Regions from separate parts of the Dromaius novaehollandiae genome. Here region 1 is linked to region 2. A link is a contact called in public Hi-C data. All regions are on one chromosome and are shown on one strand. The core of a region is the stretch at or near the end of the contact, and the rest is flanking DNA. Distances in the headings are between cores, read along the strand shown. Region 1 has its middle 38 kb from the start of PTMA. Region 2 holds the start of LOC112993699.

What was found. A called contact is a pair of places that touch in the nucleus more often than the background predicts.
Region 1: a contact with region 2 is called in a Hi-C map of brain, with 2.8 times the contacts expected there. The contact joins the enhancer-like site here to the promoter of LOC112993699 in region 2. A contact is called at or near these places in 3 of 4 Hi-C or Micro-C datasets (brain, liver and ovary).

Annotation. Positions count from the first base shown.
Region 1 is chr9:12,745,170-12,750,238 of bDroNov1.hap1, reverse strand. No RefSeq gene overlaps it. Among named protein-coding and RNA genes, the nearest start is that of PTMA, 38 kb to the right of the region's middle. Within about 2 kb of position 2,413, at least 1 of the 2 cell types and tissues checked has open chromatin away from gene starts, as enhancers often do.
Region 2 is chr9:12,696,546-12,701,999 of bDroNov1.hap1, reverse strand. It overlaps LOC112993699, which reads left to right and starts at 2,126. Exons shown (of 2, transcript XM_064516742.1): 1 at 2,126-2,657; 2 at 5,360-5,454. It overlaps PTMA (prothymosin alpha), which reads left to right. Exons shown (of 5, transcript XM_064516743.1): 4 at 289-362; 5 at 1,131-2,025. The coding sequence ends at 1,178.

The sequences.
Region 1 (5,069 bases), core at 1,164-3,663, 48 kb before region 2:
GAAGGACGTGGTGGAAAAGGACTACCTAGGGCAAAGCATTGGGGAGCCCACTTGCACCCTCTGCCCCTGGGGAACAGCAGTCTCCCTGAACCAAATACTAACCTAAAGTACCACCAGGAACATGCCACAAGGGAGAAACCAGGGTGATATTCAGGAGACCAACCCTTGGGGCCCAAATCCTTGGACATCTCAGGCTCAGTGACACCCAGCCTGCTTTCTAGCCCCTCTGTTCCCAAAGGGCTCATCTCCAGCCCAGCCACAGTGGAGATGCCACAGGGGTGTCCCCTGAAGACACACAGGGTCAGGAGCCCTGAGCCAGGAAAGTCAGCTGCAGTGACTCAGGAGGAAGGAAGGAAGGGAAATTCAGACTCACTTCTCTGCCCTCAGCGGCCCTTCGACCGGTTTCCTGGCTCCAGGCAGTTTGCGCAACGGCTCGCGCAGGGGAAGAGGGCCGAGCTCCTCGCGCAGCAGACCCTTGAGGCGGCTGCGGTCAACCCCAGGTCTCGGTCTCACTCATGCAAACAGCCACACCAACGGCTTTTTGCAAACAGCCTGCGCGCAGGGTGGCTCGCGAGCGCCTGCCCTGCTGCCTGCCCTCATCCCCCCAGCCCAGGGCTCAGCCCCTTTCCAGATGGCAGAGAGCATCCCCAGGCAGGTGCATTGCCATCCTTCACAACGGCTCTCACATGTCCTCCGTGGCAGCTGGCGATGCCGCGGGGGAGACTGCAAACCTAGGCAGGGTGCATCAAGCTGCATGGGTGCTCAGCCACGCTCTAACCAGCAATGCAAGGGTCACATCGCTGTAACGACGGGGCTGGTTCTCCGGGGTGGAGAGAGGTGATTCAGTGGGGCGGCTGTCTCATGTTGCTGTGACAGACATCTCCATCTTCTGCTCACACAGGGCTGGTGGCTTTGGCATGGAAACGTCACTCTGGCATTCAAGTTCACCATGGTTTGCTCAGTGATTTCCCACAGTTCAAAGGTTGAGGCCTCTTATACTTTCTCGCCAAGGCTGCTGTTTCCCTGCCACCCTCAGACTCCTGCTAGCCGGCAGGGCAGAGAGCAAATGCAGCACTGCAGGGACCCCAGGCCCTGCGCCACTCCCTCCACCACCTGCCTGACACCTCACCTCCCCAGCCCGTGCCCCCAGCGCATCCCCTCCCGGCCCAGGGCGCAGGGGCAGGACTGGCGGGCAGCAGCAGGACTGTTTGGAAACAAACCTGCTCTCCCCTGCTGCAGCCCAGGCCACACAGGAGAGGGGGGCACAGGCCAGATCTGGGACCCATCGTGCCATCAGCAGGCCCACACTGATCCCATTCAGCCCAGGCAGGAGTTTTTCCAGTTTCTAGGACAGGGCCCAGCAAGCTGGAGCCCTGGCTCACACAGCAGCACCGGGGTCAAGGGCTGGAAGACAGGGGGGCCTGGGGTCAGCAACGCTGCAGCTGCCTCAGCAGCTCTGCTGCGGCAGGCCGGGCCAGGTGGCTGCGTGCTGCTGCCTGGGGCTGCAGCTGCCGGCACCTGGGCAGTGGGGGCTGCAGGGATACTCCCCAGCAGGTCCAAGCCACCCCCAAAGCCAACACCCAGGAAGAGGCTGAGCTAGGCTGCAGGTCACTTTCCAAAGGGGTTTTCCAGGGTGGGAGGAAAAGGAACAGGATGAAGCCACTCTGTTTCCAGGTGGGGAAACTGAGGCACAGGCTGTGTGCCTGTCCACAGCCATGCAGCAGAGTGGGGCAGAGCCAGTCACCCTGCAGTCCCCGACCTTCCCGGCAGCTCTGCCCACCCCGGCTGCCGCAGGCACAGCCCGACCCGGCTCCCCTCCGCCCGACACCGCGGCGCAGCCGGCCAGGCCCCCCATGCTCCGGCCAGCAGGCTCGGGGGGGAGGGGGGGGCAGGCAGCGTGAAGCAGCCGCCCCGGGGCAGAGGCAGCAGGCCAGCGCGCTCGGCACCGCTCCCCAGCGACCCTGCAACAACAGGGGGCAGCTCTGTGCTCGCCCCGCGGCAGCCGCGCCGTCCCGAGCGAGCTCCGACCGCCCCGCCGCTGCCCTCGGCCACCCCCACCGAGCCGCCCCCCCCCCGGCACAGCGCACCCAGCTCCCCGCAGACCCCGCCGTCACCCGCAGGTGCAAAGGAGGAAGGAAACAGGCAGCTAAACAACGAGCCCCGGCAAAACAGCGAGCGGGGCGAGCCCCGGCTGCCGCATGTTTATTCGGGTGCGGGGAAAGAGGCTGACAAATACCTGCCGAGAGAGCGAGCGTCCCTCGCCCCGGCACCGCGGCGGCCGCGTCCCCCGCAGGGCGCAGCGCTCCTGCAGGCGGCCGAGCGCGGGGCGCCGCGGCGGGGCATCCCGGTCCCGGTCCGCTCCCGGCCCCTGTCCCTGCCGCGCCCCGCCGGGGCTCCCGCACACAAAGGCTCCGCTTTTAAAGCCCGGCGTCCCGATTCCCCCAGCCCCACACGGCCCTGATTGGCTGGGCCGAGGCAGGGCTGCTGCCTGGTCCCCCCCCTCCACGGCGAAGGGGGGGTGGAAAAAGAAAAAGATTTTTTTTTAAAAAAGCAAAGCAAACCGCGAAGCAGAAAGTGAGAAAGAGCCCCAACCGCTGGAAAAAGCGAGTCCGGCCTTGCCCTAAGCGGCCCCCCCGACCCCCCCCCCCCCCCCCCCGGTACCTGCCGGTACCCGCAGCACTGCCAGCCTGGGCGTGCGAGCGGCCCAGCTCCGGCCCCGGCAGCGTGCGGCTGTGCGCGGTGCCGCGGGAAAGGCCTCGCTCGCCTGCAAACCACAAGCCGCTGGTGGAAAAAACCTGCTAATGCCGGGCCTGGCAAAGCAGAGACAGGCGGTTATTCACGAGAGCGGCGCTTCGCCGGCACCTCCCCTCTGCAGCCCCCTCGCTGCCCCCGCTCCTCCCCGCGGGTCCGGCCTTGGCCCCCGGGCTGCCCCGCGGCCCCGCTTGCCGCAGGCCCCTTTCTGGGGGGTTTGCGGGGAGCTGTGTTCTTCCCGCTCGTCGGCAGGGGGTATTCTTGTACCGAGCAACCCGGCCCCTCGGCCCGGGCTGCCGCCCCCCAGCCCCGTCCCCCTCCAGTGGTTTGAGCGGGGCTCGCGGCAGGGCTGCGAGGGGCCGAGGAGGGCCGGGGCTGCGGGGAGACCACCCGCGCCAGCGCACACGGTGCGGCCCCGGCCGCTGCTCGGCGAGGCCTTAACGCAAGCCCGGCCAGGGCATCTGCGCTTCGGGGGGTCAGCGGGGAGCCCTGCCTGCTGCAGAGCGGCCGAGCGCAGCCCCGGGCACGCTCAGAGCCGGGTTTCGGGGTGTTCATACCAGCAGCGGGGCCGGGGCAGTTTCCCGGGCCAGAAACACGTTTCTGTCTGGTGTCTGAAACTGTGCAAAACTCCATGCTAACACGGAAAGAGTTTCCCACCTCCTCGCGCTTCAGCCCGGTGCTTTTAACATGCAAGGAGTGCTGCTCACATCTGCTTTTAGTAGGCTCTCGGCCCCTTCTCGACCGAACAGGGCCAGGCATGGCTGGGGAGCAGGTACGTGCATGTGCACACGTCTGTGTGTGTGTGTGTGTGCGCGCACACGTGTGTGCATGCCCGTGCGTGCGGGGCAGCGCCAAGCTGAGCCCCTCTGCTGGGCAGGATGGGTGCTCCGGGGATGGAGGGTGGCCGGGGTCCGCTCCTGCCAGCCCGGGAAGGGGAGGGCTCTCCGGGGAAGCAGGGCGCCCTGCGGAGGCAGGAGGGGCGGGCGCCGCCGGGACCACCAATCCCAAGCCCCTCTTTTGCTTTGAATTTCAGAAACGGCAGCGCTTGCACACACGCTTTGTTAGGGGGCACATGCCGAGCACCTCGCCGGGGCCTGCTGCTGCATCCGCTCTGCTCCCCGCCCAGGTGCCGGATCTTGCCCCCAGCAGCGGGCCCTGGGTAGCAGCCTGCCAGAACGTTTCACGTGGAGCCTCACAGGCCGTGGGGCAGTTTTGTAACAGTGTCCGGGGTCCGGGCGGCCCGATTAAGTCAGTGACTCTTCACTCAATGCCGTGCAGAGCTGTGTGGCTGTCACCTTGTGTCCCCATAAAAAAGCCCCCTGACAGTGCCAACAGAGCAGGAGCTGCCACGTACTGCACGGACAGGAGACCTCCCTTGCTCCCAGAGGGAGTCCAAACTCTTCAAAGCCTCTTAGCCCATCCTTGCTTCTTCTGTCAGACTTGTGGGTAGCTCTAGCTTAGCACTTGTTGTCCTGCAGAGGGGGAAACTGAGGCACGGAAGCCGGGCTGGCTTCACTGAGGAGCTTGGCACCAGCCAGCCGTGGTCGAGCCTGCCCTCTGCTTCTCTTCTTACCAAAAAGGCAGATTTTACTTCCAGGTGGTGCCCTGCGAGCCCTCGCTATGGCACCATGAGGGCAGGCTGGGCTCCTTCCAGCTTGCGTATCAGTTCCCAAATCAGGGATCGTATCCGGGCTGCGAGGGACCTGCATAACGTGACATGGCTGTTGGGATTTGCCACAGGACACGTGTCCTCCTAGGGGGGACCTGTCCCTGGGCTGATAACCCTGAACGCCATGAGAGCGCCAGCCCTCGGAGCGGGGTCAGTGGGGCCGAGCTGTACGGGGGGGTGAGGTGAGGACTCGGTGTCTCTTCGTTAATGATACGTGGCCACGGGAAGGCCATATCCCCCCATCCTGTTGCACTTGCCAGAGCTGGGACACGGGGAGCTTGCTGGGGTGAGGGAGGAGAGGGGCAGGACAGCCCAGCCCTCCTCTCCTGCCCAGGGGCCAGCGATGCCCCCGGCAGTCTCAGCTCTCGCCGAGTCCCCAGGGATGTTATTTGCTTTAAAACAAGCAGCAGCAGCAAGTACCTCTCATCTGTAATGGCCTAGTTAGAGCCAGGACTGGCTGCACTTCGCTCATCTTGGCTGGAAGAAGTGACAACAGCCAATTTGGCACTGTCTGGGACTGAAGCAGGGACAGTGGATGCTGTCAGTGTGATACCTACAGCACAGGCAGGACACTCGTTGGAAAGCTCTCCAGGTCCTTCATTTGCAATGCCCGTTCCCATGTACTTGGCCACAGCGTTGTCCTCCTGTT
Region 2 (5,454 bases), core at 877-3,376:
TTTCTCAGGCACCTGCTGCTGTGATAAGAGACTGTGCTAGCTTTAAAGAAAGGGACCCTGGATGTTGCAGTGTGGGGCTGTAAACCTGAGGAGAGGTACACAGCGCTGAACCCTCCGAGAGCCCAGAGAGAACCTTGGGATCTGCGTTGTGGGTCAAGTTACTGTTAGAGGGGGGCCCTTCTCTGGCTGCTTCGTTTTGCTGCCCTCATCTGCCTTTGTAGCCTCTGCAGTCTTGCATGAGGCTGCCCTAGAGGTTTCATGTTCCTCCCCTTCCCCTGTCCCATGCAGGTGAGGAGGAGGACGGCGATGAAGATGACGAAGCTGAGGGAGCTACAGGCAAACGGGCAGCTGAGGATGATGAGGTAGGCAGGCCTCAGAGCCACCTGTGTCCTGGGAGGGTTTGGGGGGATGCTGGTGGGCTGGAGATGCCAAGCTGGGCTCTGGGACTTGAACGTACTCCCCATGCGCTTCCTGCTCCCTGCACCTCTCTGGGGCCTGGCCCTCGGGGATGCAGCCCAGTTCCATTTATACCCTGTCCTGGTTAGCGGGGTGTCTGCTCTGGGTGTGGGCGAGCCACTGAACCTGGGAGCCTAGGAGCAGGGATCCTTGTGGTGGGCCTGGGCAGGGGTGTTTGGGTCCCCTGAGCTGGATGAGAGGCATTTGCATTGGGGGAGATGTGGTCACCTGTCATCCCTGGGGTGTTGAGGAAGCCCCTGCCTCTCTGCGCACCTTGGTTTTGCCAAGCAGCCCCACGGGCGTCTTGGTGCCTCCCAAGCCAGCTTGTTTGGTGATGGGGAGGAGGAGATGGAGGCATGGCAGGGTTTCTGTCCTGATGTGGCTGTGGGAGCAGGCCCCGGGCAGGGAGAGCCCACCCCACGGCTTGCTTTTGTTTGGGGCCCCACCTGCAGGTGCTGGTGCCTTCCCCTGGAGGCACCACTCCCAGACCCTTGGGGTGAGGGATCCTGTGGTGGAGCCTGAGGTGGTGTCCTCAGCTGGTGCTGTCCACAGCCCCTCGAGCAGGGCTGCGTTGGGACCCCGTCCAGCAGTGTATTGGGTCTCACCAGGACCTTGGGCGGCCCCGCAGCAGCCGTCCCTGGCCCCTCTCCCTAATGGCTTTGCTCTCCCCTTAGGACGACGACGTCGATCCCAAGAAGCAGAAAACCGATGAAGATGACTAGGCAGCAAATTATTATTATTTTTTTTTAAATAAGGAGGAAAACAACAAAAAAGGCCAGCGCATCCTCTTCACCCTTGGGACCCTTCTCCCCCTGCCCGTCTCAACCCTTCCCACCCACCACACACACAAACACACACGCACCCCTTCCTCCACCTTCCGCCGTGGTCATCCTCACCAAGTAGAGTGAACCCCCACCCCTGCCCCCCAGCGCGGCGCTGCCATTTAATGAACATACAAAACGATTCGCCCGTTAGCGGGGAGAGAAACCCCCATTCCCCCACAGACCCCCTCCCCACCCAAGCACCAAAACTTCAAGGCCCTGCTTTCTTTCTTAAAAGTACTTTAAAGGAGAATTTGTTTGTATTTTTTATTTACATTTTATATTTTTGTACATATTGTTAGGAGGTCCGCCATTTTTAAGTGATCTCGGATTGACCAAAAGGGGGGCTTTGAAGTGTATATCTCTCTTGTTACCTATTTCTGACTTTACTTGTGGTGTGACCAGGCCCAAACCATTATCTCAAAGGAGAATAAAACAAAACCTTGTAAAAAAAAAAAAAAAAAAAAAAAGACAAAAATGCAAAAAAAAAAAAATTACAATCTTATTCTGAGCATTCCAGTAACTTTTTTTGTGTATGTACTTTAGCTGTACCATAGATTGTGGTTTGTATGAGGTGGCAAGGCCAAAGATAAAAAGTTTTTTTTTTCTTTTTTCTTTTTTTTTTTCCTGTCTATGAAGTTGCTGTTTATTTTTATTTTTTTCTTTTTTTGGCCTGTTTGATGTATGTGTGAAACAATGTTGTCCAACAATAAACCGGAATTTTATTTTGCTGAGTTGTCCTAACAAAGCTGCCTCCCAACTGCTGCTTTTTATTTTAGTTTTTGTTTGTTTTAGTTTTTATTTCTTTCTCCCCTTCTTTCTCTCCTTTCTTCCTTTCTTTGGTTTGGACTTGGGCAGGGAAGAGTTTGAGAGAGGACAGAGGGGCAGAAGCCGTGACACGGGAGTCTGGGCGCCTCGGTCCTGGTTTTCTCTAGCACAGGCTGTGCCGCCTCGGCGCTGCTTGGCAGAAGACGACGGGAGCTGCTGTTTGCCCGGCAGGGAAGGCAGCGGGGTCTCGCGGCTGTGCTCCGGGGAGAGCGTCTGCAGTCCGAACCCCACCAGACGCCCCAGCCTGCCTTCTCGTGCATCTTCCAGCTGCCTTCAGGGTTAGGAGGGACAGGTTAGTTAGCAAAGCTGCTGAAGGTATGGCTTAAAAGAGAGTGAGTGTACACCCGGGGTCTGGAGGTGCTCGGTAGTTTCTGCCTCCGTGAGGGCACCGCTCTGCATGGTGTCCCTGTGAAATTAAGAATTGCTGGAGATCATAGGAGAAAAGCTCCCACTTGCTCCAGAGCAGCTCCTTGGGCTTTTGAAGAGGGGACGAGAAACCCAGCCAAAAAAGCTTCCTTGCAACATCTGCTCCAGCTGCCTGTTGGCCCATGGGTGAGTTACCCTCTGGCTGCGGGGTGCCGGGGCTGTGCAAATCACCTCCCCTTGCTCAGGGAGGGTTTGGGGAGTGGCTGCTTGCAGCAGTGCGGGCCTTGTTTACAGCATTGCCAGGGCTGGGGTTCAGCAGGGATATGGGGCAGCGGTGAGAATTGGTCCCCGAGGGCTGCTGCTAGTGTGTACAAGTCAGCAGGGGGTTTCTTGGTGGGACTACAGGAGGAACCGGGGGGCGGGAGGGTTCTTTCTTCTTTAACAAAACAAAACCTAAAATGCTGTAACTTAGCCAAGAGCTCTGTTGCTTTGCTCCTAACCTTCCTCCTCCAACTAACTTTTCCTCCCTCCTCTAGGGTGTTGGAGCTAAGAATAGCTCAGCCTGCTTTGCCAGGTGTGCAGAGACTGTTTGCAAGAACCCGTCTTGTGTCTGCTCCTCTGAAACCTTCTCTGCATCCACAGCGTGGCTTGAGCAATTCCCCTTTCCCTGTTGACCTGGGCTGTGACAAAGCCTTGCCAGATGATCTCATTTCCTGTGCTTGCACTTCAATCCTGGCACTTAGTCTTGAGATGCTGGGGCTGATTGTTGTTAGAAAAAAAGAAACTGTAGTGTGTTTTAATACACCGGCTGCAAGGCTCACAGCTCCTCCTGATCCCCAGGAGCAGCCCTGTCTCTTACTCTGTATTTACACCAGTGGCAAATAAGCTCAAGAGCTGGGCCCTTGTCCCTAATTATCCAACTTAATCGTAGTGCTAGCTGATAGCTTATCAGATTTACAGCCTTGCTTCTCAGGCCTCATCCAGCCATGCTTGTCGCCTGGCTCCAGCAGGGCTGCAGGCTAGCCATAGATTTGATAAGCGGGTGCTGTGATGCTCCTGAAAGGACGTGACAACGTGGGCATGGCAAAGAGCACCGCCAAGTGCCACCGTTCTGCCGAGCGCGCTTTGTCATGGAGCAGAGGCGCGTGCTCCAGAGCTGGTGCTGTGGGAGGGACGCAGGCGGCTGAGGGAGGGACCGAGACGCCTGCAGCGTGCGGCTCCGTCAGGCGTGTGCCTGCATTTCCCTGCTAGGCGATCCGATTGCCACTTCACAGCAGGGATGGATCCCCCAAGGATGGGGTTGTGGCCTGGGTTGCTGCTGCTGAGCAGAGGTGCAGAGGCAGCCTGGGGGCCACCAGCCCCTGTGCTGCACGCAGGCTGCTCTCTGTGCCCAGGCAACCATCTCCCAGTGGCGGCACGTCTGCTCTTGCCGTGCTCTGCGGGGTGGGAAGAGCACCTGTGCCCAGGCCCGCGATGGCACAAGCCTCTGCACCCTCGGGCTTTAGCTCCCGAAGGCTGCCTGGGGCCTTGCTGTGCCCCACGTGGGGCTTGTGCAAGACGATGGGCTCCCCCGCTGCCTTGTTAAAGCTGCTGCTTGCAAATTCGCAAGGTAAATTATTCAAATAAGTTTCTGCAGCTCAGGAGCGGGTAAGAGCAGGTTCTCCCCATGTCACCGAGACCCAAAGATCCAGGATGCACAGCCAGCACAAGGCTCCTGGGGCCTGGCTTTATACCAATGGGCTGCTGTGGGGCTGAGACCTGGTGCAGCTTGAGGCACAGCTGGCCATGGCTGCAGCCTGGGGCTGCCCTGCTGCAGGGGAAGAAGCTTTGGGGGGAGAGTTGGCCTTACTGCCCCTTGCGTTGCTGAGCCAGAGCCCATCGCATCCCACCCCACTGCCTTTCCCAGCCAGGGGAAACCCAGGGTGGTGGGTCGGAGCCGGAGCGGGGCCGCCTTGGTCTGCAAAGGGGCAGGAGCGAGGCCGGCCAGCACTGGGGTAAAACTAGAGGCTCTCCCTGACATTTATAAGGGTGAATTGAGCTCCCCGAGGAGGCTGAGGCCCAGTCGGGAAGGAAGGCTCTGGGGGCTGAGATCAGGCACAGCTTGGTGCACGGGGCACTCTAGGACCCCTCCGTGCACACAAGCCCAGCTGCACTGCAACCCAGCCCCAGCCAATCCTCATGCAGCAGCACAGCCTCCCAGCCAATCCTGCGCTGCCACCTGTCCTTTTCCCCCACCAATCCCCCATTCTGCTGTCATGCTGCTCTCCACCAATCACAATTGAGCAATGCCTGGCCCTAGCCAATCCAAAGCCACCACCTGGCTCCTCTCCTAACCAACTGGGTGCTGCCATCTGTCCCTGCTACCAGCCAACCCCGCATTACCCTTTGTTGCAGCAGCCCACCAATCTCAGGTCAAGTGGGGCTGGCCCCAGCCAATCCAGTTCCACCATCTGTCAGCAGCCCTGGCCAATCGGGGACAGCCACACCCAGCTGGAGGGTATAAAAGCCAGCCAGGCAGGCTGGGCTGGGGAACCAGGCTGAGCTGGTTGGAGAGGGTAGGCTGTGCTTTGCTGGGGTTGCTGCTCTGTGGGGTGATGTTTTAGGGCTGTTGTGGGGCTGACCAGTGTGTTTGAGCCCCCTCTGTGCTGTCGCTCAGCAAGGTGGCTCCATTCCCTGGTCTCACCCCAGCCGGGTGGCCTTGGGGCTGGGCTGGCGTTTTGTGGAGGGGCTCCTGGCTGCTCTGCTTGCCTCGGCTGATGTCTGGGAGGATGAACTTGGTGCCATCTGCAGTGCGCTGTGGGCAGCGGGGTTGGAGCGGGCTCAGAGCGGGCTCCTGCCTCTGCTGTTTTGGGGCTATGGACTGATGGAGCTTCCCATCTCTTCTACAGCTGCCCAGCCAGCCTTCAGACTGAGGGTCCATGGAGGAGCTTGCAGGCTTCAGTAAACATTAAGACCTGTTCCTGGATTCAGGAACCTGCTTATG